Linked DNA regions of Sus scrofa: region 1 is linked to region 2. A link is a contact called in public Hi-C data. All regions are on one chromosome and are shown on one strand. The core of a region is the stretch at or near the end of the contact, and the rest is flanking DNA. Distances in the headings are between cores, read along the strand shown. Region 1 overlaps C14H12orf49 (UPF0454 protein C12orf49 homolog). Region 2 overlaps C14H12orf49 (UPF0454 protein C12orf49 homolog).

Evidence for each region. Hi-C and Micro-C count contacts between places; a contact is called where the count stands out from the background.
Region 1: a contact with region 2 is called in a Hi-C map of liver, with 4 times the contacts expected there. The contact joins two enhancer-like sites. A contact is called at or near these places in 5 of 47 Hi-C or Micro-C datasets (alveolar macrophages, embryonic fibroblasts, fibroblasts and 2 more).

The regions. Positions count from the first base shown.
Region 1 is chr14:35,864,446-35,870,239 of Sscrofa11.1, reverse strand. All of the region lies in intron 4 of C14H12orf49 (UPF0454 protein C12orf49 homolog), which reads right to left. Among named protein-coding and RNA genes, the nearest start is that of C14H12orf49, 160 kb to the right of the region's middle. Within about 2 kb of position 3,054, at least 19 of the 83 cell types and tissues checked have an H3K27ac peak or open chromatin away from gene starts, as enhancers often do. A contact at or near this core is called in liver, where this site is marked.
Region 2 is chr14:35,762,192-35,767,637 of Sscrofa11.1, reverse strand. All of the region lies in intron 4 of C14H12orf49 (UPF0454 protein C12orf49 homolog), which reads right to left. Among named protein-coding and RNA genes, the nearest start is that of C14H12orf49, 59 kb to the right of the region's middle. Within about 2 kb of position 2,752, at least 33 of the 83 cell types and tissues checked have an H3K27ac peak or open chromatin away from gene starts, as enhancers often do. A contact at or near this core is called in liver, where this site is marked.

The sequences.
Region 1 (5,794 bases), core at 1,805-4,304, 100 kb before region 2:
GTCACTTTCTCAGAGAGATCTGCTTTGACTTTATCTAAGGATATTCCTCCACTATTCTCCAGCCATCTGTTTCTGTCTTCTTAGCACTTACAACAATCTGTAACTGTTTCATGTCTTCATTTGCTTATGTTCTCATTCTCTCCCTCTTTCCCTTGGCCATATAAAGTTCCATGGAGGTGGGAACTGTCCTATCTTGTTCACTCTTATATCTCTGCTTGTAGCATGTAATAAGGGCCCAACTATTGATGAATGAGTGGCAGAAAAGTATGTTTGGAAGCAGGAGGACTCCTCAGCCACCACTTTACCCTACTTAGGGCAGTGATACAATCAACATTTGACTGCCCTCATCTTGAGCTAGTAGGAGCATGACTCTCCAATACGGTGACCCCTGGGCTCAAGAAAGAAACCAAGTTGAAAAGATAAAGGTCCTCTGACTTGGAGAAGCAAGAACAAATGCATTGTAAGGGGAGGGTTGGGATGCCCCCAACTGAAGAAAGATGAGACAGTGATGTTGAATTACAAAAAAAAATCTTGCCAACCGGTTCCATCATCAAAGAAAAGCACCCTATGGACAGTTTTATGACATAGTCTGAAGCACAGGAAATGGGCTGCACAGAAGTGTCAGGGGACTTTCAGAAATTGTACTGCTTTCTTAGGAAAATGCTGCTGGCTTCTGGAACTGCGGTTTAATTAAATTCAGTTGGCTGGATACCTTCAAAGGCTGTTCCAGGTTCTTACCAGCCCTTGCAGACAGAGACATCTTCCAAGCAAATGTGTGAGCATAAGAGTTGTGAAGCAATCCCTGGCAAGATAAGGCAGGCGTTCTCCAATCACAGATCATACCACCCGGGCGTGCAGCAGGGCAGAAGGTTGAGGGACACAATTGTCCAGTTCTTCCTCCACCCACCCCACCCTGCCTCCATGCGGGACCATGGAGGCAGTGCTTTCTCAATGGAGGTGTGCAGGGCATCTGGGCTATCCGAGAGGCAGCAAAAGGGGCAGACAGACCCAACTGATTTCTCAGCCTTGAGCTCTGATGCAGACCCTCCCAGGGTGACTCACTACACCTCAGGGGTGGAGCCTGTTGGGCAGGTTCCTCAAAGTTGATCGCCCAGAAAAGACAGCTTTGGGGGGGCCATAGGGGCTACTCTCATTCTGACCTGACCCTTATGATGAGCCCAAGACCATGCCAGGTGTGTGCACATTGTTCATTGTGTTGGATTGTGTTGATGACATTGAGAAAAATGTTTTGTTAAGTCCCTCTTCCAAATGAGGAAATCAAGGCAAAAAAAGATCATCATCACAGGCCCAAGATCACTTGTCTTGTAAGTGGCTAGCAACCCAAGTTGACAGGCAGAACTCATGCATTTTGCTCTGTTTATTAATGACATATCACTACTGACTATCAGGCACTGTTTTGGGTGCTATGGATATAAGAGTATATAAATATATATACATATATTTCCCATACCCCAAGAGCATACATATATATATTTTTTAAATGCAATTCTGGTCCTCAAAGAGGTTACTTCTTCTTTTACACCTAAGGTTGCATCTTACATATGCGCACACACACACACATATTTTTTGGGGGGGAACTTGGCATCTTACATATTAATCTGTGTATCTGTCTCTTCTCCAATTAGGCTGCACACCTTTGAAGAACAGGAGCTCTACCTTAGCTTCCCAGGCATGGGCAATGGCCTTTTGGGCAATTTGGTGACGGCTAGGGACCCCTTTTTGGAATCAAGCTTTTACATGCATAAAATAAAGCACATAGGATTGCAAAGGAAACCAATTATACTGTAATACAGGTATCAAAATATGAAAACCCGAGTTTGTGAAATAGTACTATTTGAGCTTCTTTTATTATGTCGTAAGTATCAAGATCTAGCCACTGGGCTTTGTCCTACTGCAATTTTTAAGTTGTGAGGAGCACAAACAATATTTTGATATCTCTGCAAGGACTGTTAGTGATAGGAAAGTCTCTGCCATCTGCACGTGTCAGTTCCTGCTGAAGTCACAGGAACTGCTGATGCTACAGAGGTTTATCACCTGCATTCCTCAGAGAAGAAAATGCTGCCTTTCTACTAGAGGTGAGTGAAAGTAAACGTTATTTTTTTCCCCAGCTAAATTCATGGACCCCTAATTTCCATCTACACATCTGCAAGGGGTCTCAGGATGCCAGATTTTGGACCCTATTAATCAAGTGGCTTTTCCACACACTACTACTTTCCACAAGCATCCAGGGCTGCTAAGAACCTCAGTAACCCAGCTGGGAAGACACTGCCTGGGGTCGCTGTCCTATCTTGTTCTGTGATTGAGCACACACCTGTTCAGTTCTTCTACATCTCTGAGAGGACATGGTGATGACAGGTGGAGATGAAGCAATAAATAAAGGCAGGAGGGCAGGGTAGTCAAGAGCATGGCTGGGGTAGAAGCATCACAGGGGATTGGATGCACAGTCAGATGCTCCCACTCATTAGCTGTGTGTCTCTGGGCAGGTCAGTAAGGGACCAGGACCCAGCTCTCTCACCTGTGTGGTGAGGCTGAAGCATATGCCCTGGTGGGGTGGCTGTGAGGCCCCAGTGAGACAAAGGATGGAAAGTTCTGGTACAGCGCCAGTGCATGAAAAGCACTCCATAAAAGACAACTGTTTGAGAGCCACCTTGCACTTTCATTGTTTATCGAGTGCCTCTCTCCAAATCCTGTAGAGTACAACGGATAGTTTTTGAATCAGAATGTTCCAGATCACTGCTTCTCTCTGTCTCACCTGGAATCCCACTCTAGGAAGGGGCTATTCACGGCTGAGAGAGAAAGTTGCTCTCTTTCTCCCAGCCCAGTACGAGCTGATGAGTTAGGGAAGCGCACATTTAACATCGGTTCCATGGCTTTTCTTTCTTCTTTTTTTTAATTGTCCACCAAAGCTGAGTTGCTGAGTGAATCGTTAAGGGAGCGAATTCCAAGAGCGTGAGCTTCTCTTGTTTCCCAGGACAGGTTTGGGCCAAGACAAACCTCGGTGATGCCAACAGCAGTTGCTTAAACAGTGGAGCTCAGAGCTGGCTTCCCAGCCTGGCTTGCATGGCTCTGTTTGAACTTTCTCCTCTCTCCTTCCACCCAGTGATTAAAGGAACCACATGGAACTTTTTCCTTATGCCTCTTCCCCTTCCTTCCCCATGCACCCCTTTGGAAAGGCTCCGCAAATTCCCTGTTTCTCAAAGAGCCTGGAGCTGTGGCCTCTTGATTTATGTTCATTTGGCAACAGGAGGTTGCAATGGCCTGAGAAGCCTGAATAACTGGAAAAGGGAAATGGAGAAGGGTGGGGCTGATGGGAGGGCCTGACTGTGGCTTGAGCTTGGCCCTCCCCACTTCAGACCAGAGCCAAGGACCCTGGGACCAGTGGCCAAAGGAAAATCAAACCAAGTTGCTGGAGTTTGAAAAAGAAGTCAAAGTTGTCAAACTAACAAATCTGTTCTTTATGGACGCTTGGTGATTCCTGGTTTTCTCCTTCCAGATCCCTCCTGGCCATTTTGGGTTTAATAAATATGGGGAAAAAGGGGAAATTTTAATTGCTATGCTTTCATCTCACATATAAGGTTGTATCTGTTTCCCAAATTAGATCTTGTGTGACTTGAGGGTAGGGACTATTCTTCTTTTCTTCCTTTTTTTTTGCTTTTTAGGGCTGCACCCGCAGCAAATGAAGATTCCCAGGCTAGGGGTCAAATCGGAACTGTGGCTGCCTTCCTACGCCACAGCCACAGCAATGCCACATCCTAGCCACATCTGTGACCTACACCACAGGCTCATGGTATGCCAGATCCTTAACCCACTGAGTGAGGCCAGGGATCAAACCTGCATCCTCATGAATGCTACTCAGATTTGTTTCCGCTGAGCCACGACGGGAGCTCCCTCTTCTTTCCTTCTCTCCCAACCTCCTTCCCTTCCACAACTATCTATTGAGCACCTACTATGTGCCATCGTCATCTCTTCTCTACTCCCACCCTAACACTTAGCATATCTGTCTCCCATTAGGTGCCTAAGTGTTGGATGAATAGATGGACAGATGAAAGAACAGATGGAGGTTTAGGTGAGACTCCAGGAAGTAAGCCAGGGTCTTTGGTTCTTCTGGAAGGTTGTACATGTGATTAACATCTCAGAATTGGAATCCCTGGCAGCAAAGATGTAGGCTGGGACTGCAGCTGGGATTAAGGACATTTGGTTGCCAGTCCCAACTTGGCCACCACCTTGCTGTGAGCCTGGAACACTTTATTTAACTCTTTGGGCTGTAGTTGTCCTATCTGTAAAATGGAAGCAACCTCAAGACTTTAGAGTTCTATTCATCTTCAAAACCCTTTACCCCAAACCAATGAAATCAGATCCTTCCATAAAAGAATTGTGTGACTACCAGCTTCACTCTCAGCTCAGTCATTGCTTGGACTGTTTCTTCTTGGTCTTACATAGAATTGCCCATGTCTTATCTTGTTCAAGAAACAGCTGCCTATCATATCCAGTGTGCCTTCCTCTCCTTGGCTTTCAAAAGATTCACAGTCTGTCCACAACCCACAAAGCCACTGCATTTCTCAGCATTCAGCCTTTGGAATCCCCCACTGCAGTCCGGCTGCTTCCTCCCTGACACCATTTGCCTCCAGGCCTTTACTGATGTCTCTTCCTGTTCCACTTATAACTTCTAAATCGTAGTGATTGCACAACATTTCTATTAGAGTCAACCAAATGTAAGATGGTTTTGAAGAGATCATCTAAAAACAAAAGCTTACTATAGGAAAGGAAGAAATGACCCATATTTCCACACCCAAATGCAAGCTCTGTGGATGTCTTGGTTTTGTTTCCTTTCAGTCTTTTTTCTTTTTAAACTTGAGCATGGCCTTGAGGGAGGGACCACATAATTTTCTTATCAATCACCTATGGTCGGTTCGCTGTGGAAGCTGTCTCTAATCTTTCACCATAGTCTACGTGTTGTGAGGAACATCCTGTCACTAAATCTTTTTACATGTCTTTAATTATTTCCTTGGGCTAAATTCCTAACAGTAGAATCACTGGGATTAAAGGCTCTTTGATGATGGGGGTGCTGCGTGGGAGTGGGGGAAGGGGAACCACATTGTGATCCAGATTCTTCGATGAGTTCAGGCAGCATGCTCAGTGAGAAAGTGCCATCCCCATCTTTTCCTTGAGAATTGGCCAGTTTGACAGGCATCCCAGCATCCTGGCTTTCCTGCCGACTCATGTTCTGGCCCAATATCAGGCTTCTAAGACCTCTAGGAGGTTCTTTAAAGGCAATATGCTAAGGAGAAAACGGCCAGTGTGTCCTGAACTGGGACTGAGGATTCAGAGCTAAGTCTGTCCTGGGTCTCCCCCCACACCCCCTACCTTGGCTGATGGAACTGTGCACTTGGACATGTGTGATTGACTGTGGTATTAAGAAAATATGTATGACACAATGTTTTTAAGCTTTTTCCAGAGATATTTATATCACACAAATGGCATGTTGGTTTATTGTTTTTTTCCCCCCCTCTCAACCACCAAGAATGAATAAATCAATTGTCTTAATCAAGCTAATGGAGAGGCCATGGGCTAGAAAGATGGGCGAGAGGGGGCTCTTTGCCTGAGCCTGAGGCTCCCTTATGGGGCGGGGGGCAAAGTTGCTTCATATCTCTGGGCCTCTGTTTCCCTGTCTTTGAGATGGACTTGGTGATATCCAAAAGCTAATGACTTCACAGGAGAAAAATCATCTTCTAAGCATTTGGAATTCCTTGGAAGAGAGTAGCTGCATGAATTT
Region 2 (5,446 bases), core at 1,503-4,002:
GGGTCTCCATCGGCTCCTCCCCCAGGCATTCTCTGATTTAGACAATTCTCAATGCCTCAGAGGCATGTAAAGTGCTCTTTTTCAACTTCAAGACAAGTTATAAAAACTAAAAATAGAACTGCCATACGATCCAGAAATCCCACTCTTGGGCATCTATCCAGAGAAAACCATAATTTGAAAAGATACATGCACCCCCATGTTCATTGCAGCACTATTTACAATAGCCAAGACATGGAAGCAACCTAATGTCCAACACAGGAATGGATAAAGATGCAGTATACACACACACACACACACACAATGGAATATTAGCCATAAAAAGGATGAAATAATGCCATTTGCGGAAACACGGGTGAATCTAGAAACTATCATACTAAGTGAAGTTAGTGAAAGACAAACATCATATGATATCACTTATTTGTGGAATCTAAAAAAGGGATACAGATGAACTTATTTGCAGAATAAAAACAGACTTACAGACTTTGAAAAACTTATGGCCACCAAAGGGGACAGGTGGGTAGGTGGGAGGGATGGACTGGGAGTTTGGGACTGGCATACGCACACTGAGGTATATGGAATGACTGGCCAATGGGGACCTGCGTATAGCACAGAGAACTCTACACACTATTCTGTGATAATCTATGTGGGAAAAGAATCCGAAAGAGAATAGATATATACATATATATGACTGAATGACTGCTGTACAGCAGAAATTATCACAACCTTGTAAATCAACTATACCTCAATAAAACTTTTTTTAAAAAAAGACAGGTTATCAATATGTGTCCCTGAGACAGAAAATTCTGGAGCCACCGGTGTTCTTTCCTGTTTCAAGATGTTCTGATGGCCCGTGTTTCTCTACCTAAAATCTCAGTCTCTTCCCCCACTCACCCCTGCACCGTTCTCTAAGTTAAATGTCTAGCTCCCTACAAGACTGAAAGCCTTCTGAGGGCAAATGCTACATCTCTCTTCTTTGCTGTTTACCATGAGCTGAGCATGATGCCTAGTAGAAAATTAATACTCAGTGGCCTGCCCCCCATAGTCCCCTCTGGGGAGCAGGGCAAAGTCTTCCCCATGCTACTTGGAGAAGAAAGCCCACAGTACTAGCAGCAGAGAGGGGCTCAGTCCTAATAACAATTAACACTTGCAAATAGCCCCAGGGCTCTTCTATGCCTGATAGAATCAGCTCAGTTCTGATTCGGGAACCACATGCAGCAGTGGGGCTCAGGGCTCCCTTGCTCACCCCTCCCAAGCCAAGGGCAGCAATGACACAACCTCAGAGTCCTAGGGACCTTCACCAGCCTCATTCCACCAAATCCTCAGAGACCAGATTCAACTCACCTGAAACCAAAGTCCATATGTTTTTTTTATTTGGGGGGGGGAATCATAAAAGAGATGCTCTAATGAACTTATTTTCCTTCGTTTAAGGGTAGGGAGGTTTGGGGTCACTTTAAAAATTCCTTCTCCATTTTACTAAAGCTTTGTTTGTTTTGTTTTCCCAGCAGGTCTGCTATGATATTCAGGATCCCTGGACTGCTTGTAGGAGGGGCATGGTTTTAGTAGATCATGAACCCCTTTTGGATATGCATGGTTTTTTATCCTATTTTAAATGATTGAAAATCATATAGAAGAAGGAGCAGCCTCTTTGTAAGCAAAACACTTCTGCTCAAATTCCAGCTCTACGCCTTACGAATGAAGAAACTCTTGACAGGCTATTTACATCATGGGAAGTTCTGCAGGGGGCTGTCCAAGGAGCGGAGGGGGTGGGGGTCTTTCTAGACCATCTACAAGGAACCCCTCCTGTGCTACCAGGTCAGAGTGCATGCATGTTCTCCGAGAAGCCCAGCCAGGCGCACCTGCAGGTGGTTCCTATCCTATAGACGAGAAAACTGAGGCCAAGGGAGGTTACTGAACGTCCCTGATCAATGATTGAAAGCGGCTGAATCTCACAAGTAGAAGGGAAGAGAAAAAAAGAAAAAAAATCAAACCCCAAACCCAAACTCTTTGCTTCGCCTTCTTTGTTCGCCTTCTGGAACTCAGACTCCCGACTCGCCGGAGCGAGCATTACAAGACGAAGATAGCTTTCCCATCCTGTCGTGTTTTTCGCTCTCCTCTGATTCCCACCTGCTTGTTGCTGTCTGCTGGTGTCACACCTTCTGCACATTCCGAGCTCAGAGCAGAGCTGGGCTGGGTGAAAGCAGGGCTCCATCTGCCCGCGAGCTTTCTGGGGGGTGTCTGAAGGTAACTTTGTGCCGGCACCCTTTGCCAGGAGACTGAGAAGCCTTCTGCAGTGCCACCCGGCTCCCATCCACTCTCGGCAGAAGAAGCCAGTACCAAATCCAGCCCCTGGTGCCACTCAGCCAGATGGCAGGGGAAGCAAAACAAAAGTGACCTTGTTAGCAGACTGTGTCTTCCCCGGGAGAAGCTATTTTTGTTGTGGTTGTGAATTGAAGTTGTCTCGGCTGAGTACTCCTTCCCTGCAAGGGCTGTGGAATGTTAATTTGTTCCAAAGTTCAGTATTTTGATTAGAACCAGGAGTGCCAGATTTTGTCAGAAACATTTTGGAATGGGGTAGGCTCATGAGCGCTCAGTCTTGCAGCCTCTCTCTCTCTCTCTCTCTCTCTCTCTCTCCCCCTCTCTCTCACTTGGCTGCTGCACAAAGTAAATGTTGTTGCAGCAGCTGCTCTGGGGGAACAGCCCATCACAAATGGAGCTGAGGGGTGAACCGGCTCCTCCCTGTATGTGGCCATGACCTCATCACCACAGAGGCACACAGAATGGAGACGGATGTGAGACAGGACCGTCAGGACACACCCTGGGTCTGCAATGGAAAGAGCAGGGAGCCCAACCCAGAGCCTGGAATGTAAGGGTCCTCAGTAAATAAATGTGCGCTGGAGACAAGAACAAGCACCACCAAGACTCGACCCATCAGAATTTCTGCAACCAAGAGGTCACATGCAAATGTAGTTCTGGATTCTGAAAACCCTCCTCTTTTTCTTTGGTTCTCTTCCCCTGACCATCTTCACTTCTCTTTCTCTTTAATGAGTTATGAACCCAAGTCATGTGTACTTTTACAAAATAAACAAAAATAAGGTGAAAGTTCCCCCCACCTCTACCCCAGTCCTAGCCTTCCAGGCCTTCCTGGATGTAATTTGATGCAGGCCCTGCATTACTGCCTCATTGCAATTGATTATATCAAATCTGTTATTTGTCATCAGTCTGCTGGTAAAAAATGGCTTTTGGTTCTCAGTTTGTTTGTTTTGCAGCATAGGACAGTGGTTAGAAGCATGCACCCAGCGTCCCTGCAACCTGGTCCTGGCCCAGCAGTAGTAATGGCAGCAGTAGCTGTGGGGACGAGTTAATCTGGCTGAGAGTCCATTTCCTCATGTATGGAATAGGGAAGGTTCCCAGGGTTAGCTCCAGGGTGACTGGGGGCATTGAATGAACCTACACATTCAGAGTGTTCAGATGAGGCTGGCCCACGCAGGCACCCTGAGGGGGTGGCTTTTATCATCATTGCTGTGATCTCCCTGGTCACTGCTGGTGTAGGACATACATACCCCTGCTCCACACCTTCCCTTTCAACTCAGTGTGAGACAATTTCCCACATTTCCCAGGTTCCAGACCACAACGAACTGGGGAGTAGGAATTTCTGGGCTTTTTTTCCAGCTGCTGTGCAAAGAGTGAACACATACTTGGGGTAGAGTAGTTTTCCTATTTCTTCCAGCTGGGACAACTAAGGTCCCCAGGGTGGAGGGACTCCTCCAGGGCCACAGAGACAGAGGCAGAGCCAGGGTCAGCACACTAGAAGATAGCCCTCCCTCTCCAGGACCAATGCCAACTGGCCAGTGATAGCTTCCTGGAGAGCTGGGTTGAGGATTCTGAAGTACAGTAGAGATGCTGATGGGGAAGTGATGCTTTGGTGTAAACACAAGAGAGTGGTGGTACCTGCTGTCCCCCGCTGCCCCTACTCACCTCCCACCCCCACCCAATGCTGGTTTGTCTGCCAGGGAATAATGCCTTCACTGAGAGTAAGGGATATAAGGTCTGCTATACCAAGGATGCTCAGGCTTTGCTTCTGGGCCTCTTTCTTCCTCCATTTGACCTAAACAGTCCTAGTTATGGGGTTCTGAAAGGCTGAGCGGCCTGTGAATGGTCTTGTCCAGCAGGAAAGTCTGGATGCCCTGGGCCGCTCCCTCATCCACTTAGCAGCCAAAGTGATGGCTTGGCGGCCCTCCTGGGTGGATGTTCAGAAATGTAGCAGCACAGCCCCTGGGCAACAATCGTTCAGAAGCACTAGTAAGCCTGAAGCAAAGACCTGGCTCTCTGAGATGCCTGAATACTCTCAGCCTTGGATCAATACTTGGGAGGGGAGGAGCAGATGTACATGCTACACACTCAGAGATGGATGCTACTGCTCCAAGCTGCAGCTCGAAAGGAACCTGGCCAGCCTCCCCCATGCTCTCACTTCCCCTTGCAGGACCAGGGGGACCGTGGAGGGCTCTGCTGCAGGCTTCCATCTGCTGCTGCAAACATCTGTGCTTGCTGCCTTCCATGTAAACTGTCTGTCCTTCTTCCCTCCTTCTCTCCAGCTGCTCCTCCTCCCCTTTCCCCCAGGGAGGCCTTTCAAATGGGTGTGCAGACTGCAGGCAGATTCCCAGACTGTCCGGGTACAGGATAGCCAACACTTCTTCCTCGGTACCTGGCAGCCAGGTGTGTGAGCCTCTGGAACGCTCATAGGCGTGCTCTGCTTTGCCAAAACGTGGTGGGAGCAAAGTCCACATTTGTCAAGCAGACACCTATGGACGAAGTGTCTCTATCCTGCATGGGCGAAATGCTCTCTATCTGACTTGGCTATCCCTTCTAACCAATGTAATGAATCCTTTCCTCCGTTGGTTCTAAGTTCTTAATCAGAAGAAGAGGGGCATGTGTACTGGACTGCCTGGAGCTCTTCAACACTTACATGGCCAGTCCCATGTTTCCATACCCAGGCAAACTGAGGAAGGGAATTATCTGAAAGGCCCCTGGGGCCCAGAGACTGCTAACAAACCCCCTTCTCCACCACTACCACTGCTACCCTTGTGCATTTAAGCCCTGACTTAGAAATCAGTGATTACTGACACAAGGGAAATGATAGTCTCTTCAACAAGTGGGGTTGGGAAAACTGGGTGACTACACGCAAAAGAATGAATTTGGACCCTGAGCTTACACCAGATACAAAAGTGAACTCAAAGTGAATTAAAGACCTAAATGTAAGACCTTAAATGATAGAACTTTTAGAAGAAACATAGGGGGAAAGCTCCAGGACATCGGAGTTGGCAAAGATTTCGTGGATATGACACCAAAAGCATAGGCAACAAATGCAAATATAGACAAAAGAGATTACATCAAGCTCAAAAACTTCTGTGGGAATTTCTGTCGTGGCGCAGTGGTTAACGAATCTGAC